Regions from separate parts of the Gossypium hirsutum genome. Here region 2 is linked to region 1. A link is a contact called in public Hi-C data. All regions are on one chromosome and are shown on one strand. The core of a region is the stretch at or near the end of the contact, and the rest is flanking DNA. Distances in the headings are between cores, read along the strand shown. Region 1 overlaps LOC107959768 (putative deoxyribonuclease TATDN1). Region 2 holds the start of LOC107959774 (heparan-alpha-glucosaminide N-acetyltransferase).

Region 1 (4,935 bases), core at 1,666-4,165:
ATATAATTCACTTGATGCAAAAGATGATTCAAAAGTATAATTCTAAATGGTACTTTTGTCGAAACAAATTCTAATTCTTGCATATATGATTAATAACATGATTAATAACATGATTAATGGTTCTTCAAATTTTCCAAATGTGTCTTCAAAGTGCTCGAAAATGTCATATTAATGTTGTCCATATATGATTTGAATGCTGGAAATTTACAGCATTTAATTCCCTGCTTGAAGTTGATTAAACCATGCTGTAAATGCAAACATTTATATGCTGTTCACATGCTAAATTAACCATTAGTGAGCTTAAAATTGATCTATTTGAATGTGTTAAATTCATTGTTCAATGCGATGTTATTTCTGCTAATGTATTGAGTATATTAAGTTGTGCAATTTGATGTTATATGTGGCGTTAATATTGACTTGTTAATTGCATATTTTATTATTAATTTGATGTTATATGTATCATTCATTAACTTTTTTTCTTTTTTCTCAGGTTTGAGTTTTTGGTGGATGCATAGTCCAGGATTAGCTGAATTCATGCATAGTGACTTGTTTAAGCTAACTGATTATCTTAAAGTGTGCATTCTATCATTATTTTGTTCTATTTGTATTTTGTATTTTGTATTTTGTTATATTTCTGGTGTAGTATGATAAGTGCGGTATTTTGTTTGGCGGGATATATTTATATCATAGATTATTATTCTTTTCAATATTTTGATAATGAATTTTAATTTTTTTATATTTTTCAGGACTTTTACAATATTTTATAATATTTTATTTTTTTTTATTTTTATGACCTTTAGCGGCGTTTTTCGGGAAAAGCGCCGCTAATGGTCCCGACCTTTAGCTGCGCCATCTATAGCGGCGTTTTTTGCGGCGCTTATAAAAACGCCGCGAAAGTTTTAGTGGCGCTTAAAAGTGCCGCTAAAGGCTTAAAAAAACGCCGCTAAAAGTTAATTTTGCTGTAGTGTTATATCCTTTGCTACCTCATTTTGATCTAGCATGATATATTTTATTTCTCAAACCTCAATTAAAGTCATTCATTAAGTATCATGGATTGACGATAAAGATCATGAGGAATAAATTTTAAAATTTTGAATTTCTGAGCTCATTCTAATAGAAAAAAGAAGAAAGAAAAGAGAAAAACAAGTTGAAAAAAAATTATGAGAAAGGGAGAGAGAAATAAAAGGAAAAGGAAAAAAAAGAAAAAAAAAGAAAGAGGAAAAAATAGGAGAAATAAGAATAAAGAAGATTTATTAGGAGATGGAATAATAAATCAATGATTCAAATAATTTCTCATGGTTTTGTTACCCTTTCAAATAAAATTTTGAGTTTGGATTACTGTTTTTCTTAACCCTTAAACTCAGAAAACGTTATAACTATTGAAAGTTCATCTTTGATCAAATATGGTCATTCAAATCAAGAAGTTAACTTTTGGGAAATTGTGAAGTCTTCGAAAGTATAAAAGAAGGAAATGAGCTTTAGGGTGAAAACCTAGAAATAGGTAGTCTAGAGTGATCCACAAAAAAAAAAAAGGGTAAAAAAAAGGAATCAAGAAAAAGAAATATCATATGCCCTTGGAAAAATGAAGATTCTCAAAAGAAATTGGTCATTTGGTGTAAACCCCGTAAGCGTATATTTGAGCCTACTTGGACTTTTCTTGACAACCCAAATCCGAGCTGACATTACAACCCTTGAAAGACCATTTTGACTAATTGTGAATATTCGAATTGTTAAATCATTTAGTGAAAAATGATATTATTTGGTACAAGTGCATCTGAGAAAATTGCACACGATAAGGAGAGCAATCTTTCATTGGTTTGATGTTAGAGTTACTTTGATTGTAGACTTGTTAGAATCGATTTTGCTAGAAGAAAATGAAAAAAGAAAAGAGAAAAAAAAATAAAAAAGTGGAAGGCGAAAGCCCGAAATGGGGGTCTAAATAATTACGGTTAGTCAAAGTTGAAAACTTGAAAAAGTAGCTTAGACTAAGCTAGAGCAGAATATAAAACTGATAAGAGCTGAATGTTAGGAAATAAGATGCCAACAAAGATTATGAACAATAATGGATGAAATTGAGACTAAATGAGTTAAAGAACTAGAAGCATTAAGAAAGCTAAATTCTTTTTAAAGGCGCAGTATGAGCTGCACCATCACAAGAGGGATTAAGAAGCATCACATAATTTTGAGAACATTAATGAGATGGATTTTTGAAAGAAAATTTTGAATGATTTAATGAGATTGCTTAAATATTCACTACTTGGGAAATTGACACTAAACTTTGATACCCTTTTCATATCTTTCTTGTTAAGAAATTTATTCTTTATTTTGAAGCATGGAATCTCACGATTATTTCTTCCTTTTCATTTTTTTATATTATTTTGATTGCCGATCTTTTGGGCATATCTCAATTACAAATATTTTTTATAACCCTCACTTTTTTGCAAGGAAGAAATGTTGATTGCATTACTTTTATTATAAAGTTAAAATGATGATTGAAAAATTTTAAAAGGCTTCCTACTTCTCTTCTTTTAGGATCTTTCTCAAAGATATTTCTTGACCTTTCTCGAGATTATTTTAGGATCTTTACTCGAAGATATTTCTCAACCTCTTTAGGGATTATCTTAGGGTCATTGCTCCCAACATTTCTCAAGGTTATCTTTAAACCTTCGCTCAAAGGTTCATTTTCTTTAGAGACCAATGTGTGAAGCTCCGTTTGTATCTCAGAGACCCAAACGTGGAGTTCAGTTTTCTTTTTAGAGGCTTAGTTGTGAGGTTCATTTACATTTTATTTCATTTTAAAGGCTTAGTTGTGAGATCCATTTTATGTTTCCATTATATTTTAGAGGCCTAGTTGTGATGTCCATCTTACATTCTATTGCATTTTAGAGGCCTAGTTGTGTGATCTATTTATGTTTTTGTTGCATTTTAAAAACCTAGTTGTGAGGTCCAATTTTCATTTGCATTTTTGCTGCATTTAGCGGCCTAGTTATTAGGTCCATCTACATTTTTGTTGCATTTTGAAGGCTTCTTGCATTTTAGAGGCTTAGTTGTGAGGTTCGTTTACATTTCTATTGTGTTTTAGTGACTTAGTTGTGAAGTCCATTTTCATTTCTACTGTATTTTTGTTTCAAAGACTTGGTTGCGAGGTTCGACTTTATTTTGTTTCCACTATTTATATATTTTGGCAATTTAATATTTACGTTTTAGGCTTTGAATAATGTAAGTTTTGTTCTGATCTGTTTTGATTTCGATTGTGTACTGAGGGCTTAAGGTGTCTACTTCTTTGTATGTTCCTTGCTACACAAACAATGCATAAAAAGGGGCATAAAAAGAGGGGTAGATGTAGACATCTAAATCCGTTGAAGCAACCCAAAATCATGGCTTTGAGCTTTGATTGTATTGAATTAGAGAGTTACGAGTTTCTCTTTTTAAAATAGACCTTTTAAGCTAATTTTAGAACCAAGCTTAGTTTTAGAATTAAGATGCTCAATTTTTTAAATCATAGGCTAAGGTTAAATTCTTTCGAAATTGAGTGAGTAAATTGGATTTTGGTAATTGAAACTGGGCCATTCATGGTTGGTTTTAAGAATGAATTTGAACTGTTTTCAAATTAGGTTTTGAATTTAAAATCCAGCTTGCTTAATATTTTTATGGAACCCAGTTAGGGTCATTGAAAGTCCTTTTCAAGACTTTTTAAGCTCGAATGTTTATTTGTTTTTGAGGCCCTTTGGAAGCCCTTTTTTTACTTAAAAATCCAAATCAATTATAAAATTTAATTCAGATCCAATTTCCATTTAAAACCCAATTAGTTTTTATTTTAAAATATGAAGTCCCAAGAGTGTTTTCAAGCCCAATTTTAAATATTCAACCCAATCTGGTGTCAGGCCAATTGGAAGATCGTTTGCTAAATCAAAAGATTAACCTCGGCCAATCTGGTTAGCAATTGTGTATATAAACCTAGATAGAAATAAACCTGCAGATTAACAAGAATAAACCAAAAGATTAGCAATAATCAGGATTAATGAACTCCGTATATAAACCTGCATAGAAATAAAAAAATATATAATGGTAAGAATCAGTAGGATACTAGAAACCTTAAAAAAATAAAAAAAAAAGAGAGGAGAAAACTGAGCAGAAAAGGAAAGAAGAACAAAAAACAAAGAGGTAGATTCTTCCCTTCTCTACTTGGCTCAGCCTTTGGCCGTTATTCGTTTCGGGCCACTTGGCCATTCTTTTTTTTTTCAGCATGCATTTAGAACAAAACCAAGGGGAGCCCGACGCCGTTCTGCAGTCGTGAATGGTGGCGATGAACCCCGGCTTTCGTTTTCCCGAACTCTAATTTTCCATCTTTCTCCCCGTTTCCCCGATCCCTTCTTTTTCCCCCTCTCGTTTCTTTTCTTTCTTTTAGATTATAGATCTTCAACAATAGATCTGAGTTTTCTAAGATCTAAGAAATTAAAAAAAAAGTGTTTATAAAATATATTTTTTTCAAAATCATTTTTCAGAAGAGTTTTAGAAAGAAAACCAAAAGATTTAAAAAAAAGAAAAAAAAAAAGAAATGTTTTTAACGGCCATGGTGGCCCGCAGCCGAGAACAGAAGAACTCTTGTGTTCTCTGACGGTGGAGCCTCGTCGGAGAAGAAAGTGAAGCAAAGAAAAAAGAAAAAAGTCAGTTTAAAAACTTAGAAAGAAATGAATGCTTGTTTTGGTGTTTTAGGGTTATTTATAGGGTTATGTAAAGAGATATTTTCTACATAATTCCTTCTACGTCCTACCTTTTGCAGAAAAGGATCGCCGAATGGACTAATTGTAGTTCTCATTCCTCTGCCTTTGATTTCTCCTCGATTTTGAAATTTTAGGCAAATTAATTGCCAAATAGGTCCTCTGCTTCTTACATTTTTTTATCCTATTAATTTGGATTTCTCTATTTTTATGG
Region 2 (4,935 bases), core at 1,056-3,555, 140 kb before region 1:
CTACTGGAAAAGGAATCAGATTTCGAAGGGAAAGGGATGCTTCATTCAGACGATACGAAAGGATGGAAAGCAAGTTAATAAAGCAACCACTTGACATAATCCAACCAATACGAAATCGTAATTGGGATCTGGGTGAACCATATCCCAAATGATACGGCATCGAACCCCATGCCTTGCTTTATGGACTTGGAGGGAGGGAAAAGATTTCATCCTAATATTTTATTTATACATATAATGAAAGTTGATAATTTCTGTATTTAATACAAATTTGTCATTTTAATGAAGTTAAAAAATGGTCCTAAGCATTAATTAGAGAAATACTCTAAATTAGAACATCTTTCAATCTTTGACTCCTGGAGCATAAAGCGATATCTTTTTCTATTTAGGAAACCGTAAATGTATTTGGGTGCATTTATTATGATGGATGCCCTGAAATCATCAGATTGATGTAATTTCATGATGCATGCAAATTGAACTTCTTTATGATAATTTTATGGTAACTGTTAAAATATTTGAGCCGTTTTATAAGGGAGGGATAAGATGACTTAAGGATCAAACTTAGTATGAAAAATCAAACAAAAATTTATATTTTAACAATAGTTTTTTTTATCATTAGATCACAAGCTATGATAATCACTTATTTATATAAAAGAATCAAACTTGCATATACCCAGTGTTTACTTTCTTTCTAAATAAGTAAAATTTATCCATTGAATTTTAATTTAATTGACAGTATTTTTATAACAACTGAGAGAACTTACATGTGGTTGACCTAAACATTTTTTCCTTACTCTTTGAATATTTGTAATTTAAACTGTTTTTTTATTTATATAATCGTTAAAAATTCTTATCTCTCTGTTAATACTATTTTGAAATTAAAATTTTTTCTAGCTAAAACAGATTAATTATAATAAACTTATATTTAACAAAATTTAATAATTAGATCAGAAATTTGAAATTTAAAAAATTAGATTTCAATTTTTCAAAAATTACAGAAGTTATGATATATTTTGACCTAGAAAAACTATATTTTCTTTTCAGAACTCTTTAAATTTGTAAGAAACCTAACCCTGGATAAGCATTCATGAAATCCAACTGCCCAAAAGAAATAATTAAAATCATATTTAACGGATGCACGCATTGATGACAAAATAATAATGAGAGAGACGAATAGAGGTTAACTAAAAATAATGATTTTCCGTACTTTTCTATAAAAGAATTGCCACTAATCAGTTCTGTTTTAATTTAAAGCATTATTGGTATATTCAAACACTTGAAAATTAATATGAAAAAAATAAATTCTTTAAGCTTGACTAAAAACTCTCAACACACCACATATTTAAATTTTTTAACAAATAACCTCATGTAATTTATTTTCAATATTTATATTTATAATTAACAATGCAGTAATATTAATTTTTAATTATATTCTTTTACTGGCGTAACGGGTGTACCATAAAAAGCGAAAAGTCAGGCAGTAAAAATTGAGAACAGTCAACAGTGAAGTTATATTTTGAGATAGCTAGGTTAAAAAGAGAGAGGAGATTTTACCACAACGGTGAGGCCCCGGCAAACGTCCAAGGAAATAAGCCGGTGCTGCGGCGGCTGTTGACGGTGGAGAGGAAGGTTTGTGGAGTTGGAAGCGGGAATGAAGGGGCTTTCATCACCTTTGTTAGCAATGTTTGGGTCAGAGATCCGAAAAGCCAGCTGATTCAAATTCTTACTTCCATCATCATCTTGGATTTTCTCAGCATTGCCAATAATATCAATATCAATGCTGAAATGCTTTTCTTGCGTATAAACAGAATCCTCTAAATCATCTGCATATGGCTTGATTGGTTCGTATTCCATCGCCATTTGCCACACACACACTCTACAATCTCCTCTCTTTTTTCCTCCTCAATCAAACCAACATTCGCTGAACTGAAAATTAAAAAGAAGGAAAGAAAGGTTGTATGATAATATCAATGAGAAAAGAAGAAGAAGAAAACAAGAAACAAAAGAAGGAAAGAAGCTTAAAAGATAAACATCTAAGCTTGATTGTGTGTTATATTTTATAGGATTCAAGAAAAGAGGAAGCATAAATATCTTTGGTTACAAGGATTTTAGGAAAGAGTTTTCGAATTCTTTTTATAGGAATATTATTTTATTATTACTATATCACTGTAAACAGATTTATGGATGGAATCAATCGAACTGCAGTGTAGCCCATATCTTTATTTAGATTTTATTTTTATTTCCAAAAGAAAAAAAGAGAGTTGTAATTTGAGCAAGAGTTTAACTATTGGAGATCCGTAACCGATATTAATCAAATATTCTATTAAATACTTTTTTTAATATAAATGGATTGGACCATTGGAAAAAAACAAAAAAGTAGCACCTTTCGCCCTTTCCATATACTTCCACTCTCTCTTTCCTACTAGCTACTCCTATTGTAGTGGGATAGGTATCAAAGAATTAAATATAGTAACTTGAAATAACAAATTCTAATTTTCGTTTTTTATTTTATTTTAAAAATAAATTATAATGATTTAATTAAGTTAGTGGACATGATTAATATTTTTATATAAATATAAATTTATGCTATATGAAATATATCATACTATTCTACCATATTTATATTTATTTCAAATCTCTTTTGGATTTACTAAAAATAATTTTTTAAATTTTTTTATATAATTACATATGTTCTCTTTTGTTTTGCAATTTGAATTTAATTTTATTTGAATCAAATGATGTTAAGGTAAAACCTTTGGATAATAATAATTTCAGTATTTTGAAAATTGAGATTTTAACTTTGAATCTCATCTTATCTAGATCTATTTTGGCTTAAATTTCATTATATATGAATTATCTTCATATTTATTCTGATTTAAAGCCATACATATTTAGCTTATCAGTCCATTAGTGTTTTATAATGATTTATTTACTATTTATAAGTACAGTTATAGTTATAATTTAAAAAATACATATATTTGATAAACAAACAATAAATTCAACAAAGAAAAACATTTTAACAAATTATATTTTTTAAACTTAATTTACGAACGAAAATAAAAATAATAGAAATTATCATATTTATCTATTTAATAAATGTGTCACAAATTAAAATCCAAAGAAAACCTGGAATAATTATTGAAAAAAATAAAAGTTTATTGGTCTCAGGACGTTGTTATCATAAGCTATGGACTTCCTTTAAAAGGTAAAATATTGATTTTAGAATTGATCGTCATTATATACACAATTAACATATAAAAAATATAGGGGGTTTCAAAGTTTTGCTTGAACTTAACCATCGTCGATGATGAACTTTATAGTTGTTTTATGTAGGTATATTTTCACGTACTATAATTATTTTTAAAATTATAATGTCTAGTTTAACCTGGGGTTTAAAACAGAATGTGGAAAGGTAAAGGGATGGTAACTGAAATTAGTAGTGCTGAAAGTGAATCGTCCCATAATTGCAAAGCATTTCGTTTGGTGTGATAATAGGAAATGAGTCACAATTCACATGCCTCACATTTCATGCATGAATCATGAGCTGCCTACACCTTTATCTAATATTTACTAAACTCAATCTAATCGACAATTTTCTTTACTTTTAACCATTTTTAGTTTCTTCTTTTCTAATATTGCTTTTCGTTACAATGATGCTGATAAAGGGTGGAGGTTTCTTATTTGAAAATTAAAAAATTATAAATTGTACGAAAAATGTACTTAATGTCGTCTTTCATAAATATATATATTATCAAGTTTATGCAACTTAAGGTTATTCTCTTTTGAGTGGGTTCTTCGAGTTGCGGATTTTTCTTTTCAATGAAGAAAATATATCACCTCTTAAAAATTGGAAATACATAAAAATGGACTAAACAAAGAATATATAAACTTCTCCAAGTAATTCATAAAAAATCTAATTAAATATTTGTTAATGCACATTGGTATGTAACACTCGGGAGGTTTTCGTTTATAATTTTAGTGCACAACCCAATTTGTCAAACAATCTCTTCCATTAGTAAAATGGTATACATTCTTATGCAATGTCAATACATCTCTCTGCATTCTACAAACAACTGTCGATCAAAACCTTCAACTACATCGGAATTTGGGTCGAACAGTAATCAGTCCTGGCCTCGTTTCATCAAAGCGATACCTGCAAACAAAATTTGCTTCAGCATCATCTTCATCATCTTCAACGTTACTTAGATGAAGAAACTTTATCATGTGTTTTAGTTTAGCCCCATTATTATAAGACAAAAAGAGACAATAAATGCACCTAACTCTTGCAATATGTGCTTTAAACTTTGGGAAGGTGGATGTGTGAGTGTGGTGAAAACTCCATACAAAACGGGATAAAAGGGAAGTGATCAAATGTCTAACCCATTTTCGATGAGGAAGCCTCTAACAGCTGTGGGGAGAGATGCTTGTCCACGACTATGATTCCCAACACCTGTGGTAGTGGTAAAACAAAAGCATCAGTGCAGCTGCATTGACTAATCTGACAGGTATTTCTTTAATGACACAAGATTACCTGTTATAACTTCTAATGATGCAGGTACCTGCCTAGACGAAGTCTGTGATTTACCCAGTTTATCCATAGAACTAATTGTGCCAACAGATGAAGAACGTACAATCCCATTATTTGCCTTCACTCCATTCAGGGAAACTGAACAGCCTCCTGACACCCGTGTCTCAAGCCGTCTCAGATGTTCATGCAAGGCTTGCACAGCTTCTGCTGCATGAAGACCATGCAAGTCCAGCTTCCACAAGTCATTGTCACTATTTCTGATGCTTAAAATTTCTCTGGCTGCCTTAGCATTAAGTCTCTGAGCTGCTAACCATTCTTCTCTAGCATTTTGAGAGTGCTGCTGTGCAGAAAAGTGGTCACCTCTCAAAAATGCATTAGTGGCTGCCCGAGAATGTTGAGATGCTGACCTG

What was found. A called contact is a pair of places that touch in the nucleus more often than the background predicts.
Region 2: a contact with region 1 is called in a Hi-C map of leaf, with 2.5 times the contacts expected there. The contact joins the promoter of LOC107959774 here to the enhancer-like site in region 1. A contact is called at or near these places in 7 of 34 Hi-C or Micro-C datasets (callus and leaf).

Annotation. Positions count from the first base shown.
Region 1 is chrA05:102,964,976-102,969,910 of Gossypium_hirsutum_v2.1, reverse strand. LOC107959768 (putative deoxyribonuclease TATDN1) reads left to right here. Exons shown (of 16, transcript XM_041114333.1): 16 at 491-707. The coding sequence ends at 496. Among protein-coding and RNA genes, the nearest start is that of LOC107959768, 8.5 kb to the left of the region's middle. Within about 2 kb of position 2,915, at least 7 of the 9 cell types and tissues checked have an H3K27ac peak or open chromatin away from gene starts, as enhancers often do. A contact at or near this core is called in leaf, where this site is marked.
Region 2 is chrA05:103,106,376-103,111,310 of Gossypium_hirsutum_v2.1, reverse strand. LOC107959774 (heparan-alpha-glucosaminide N-acetyltransferase) reads right to left here and starts at 2,305. Exons shown (of 13, transcript XM_016895909.2): 1 at 1,552-2,305. The coding sequence starts at 1,857. LOC107959773 reads right to left here. Exons shown (of 5, transcript XM_016895908.2): 3 at 4,529-4,932; 4 at 4,378-4,447; 5 at 3,878-4,150. The coding sequence ends at 4,087.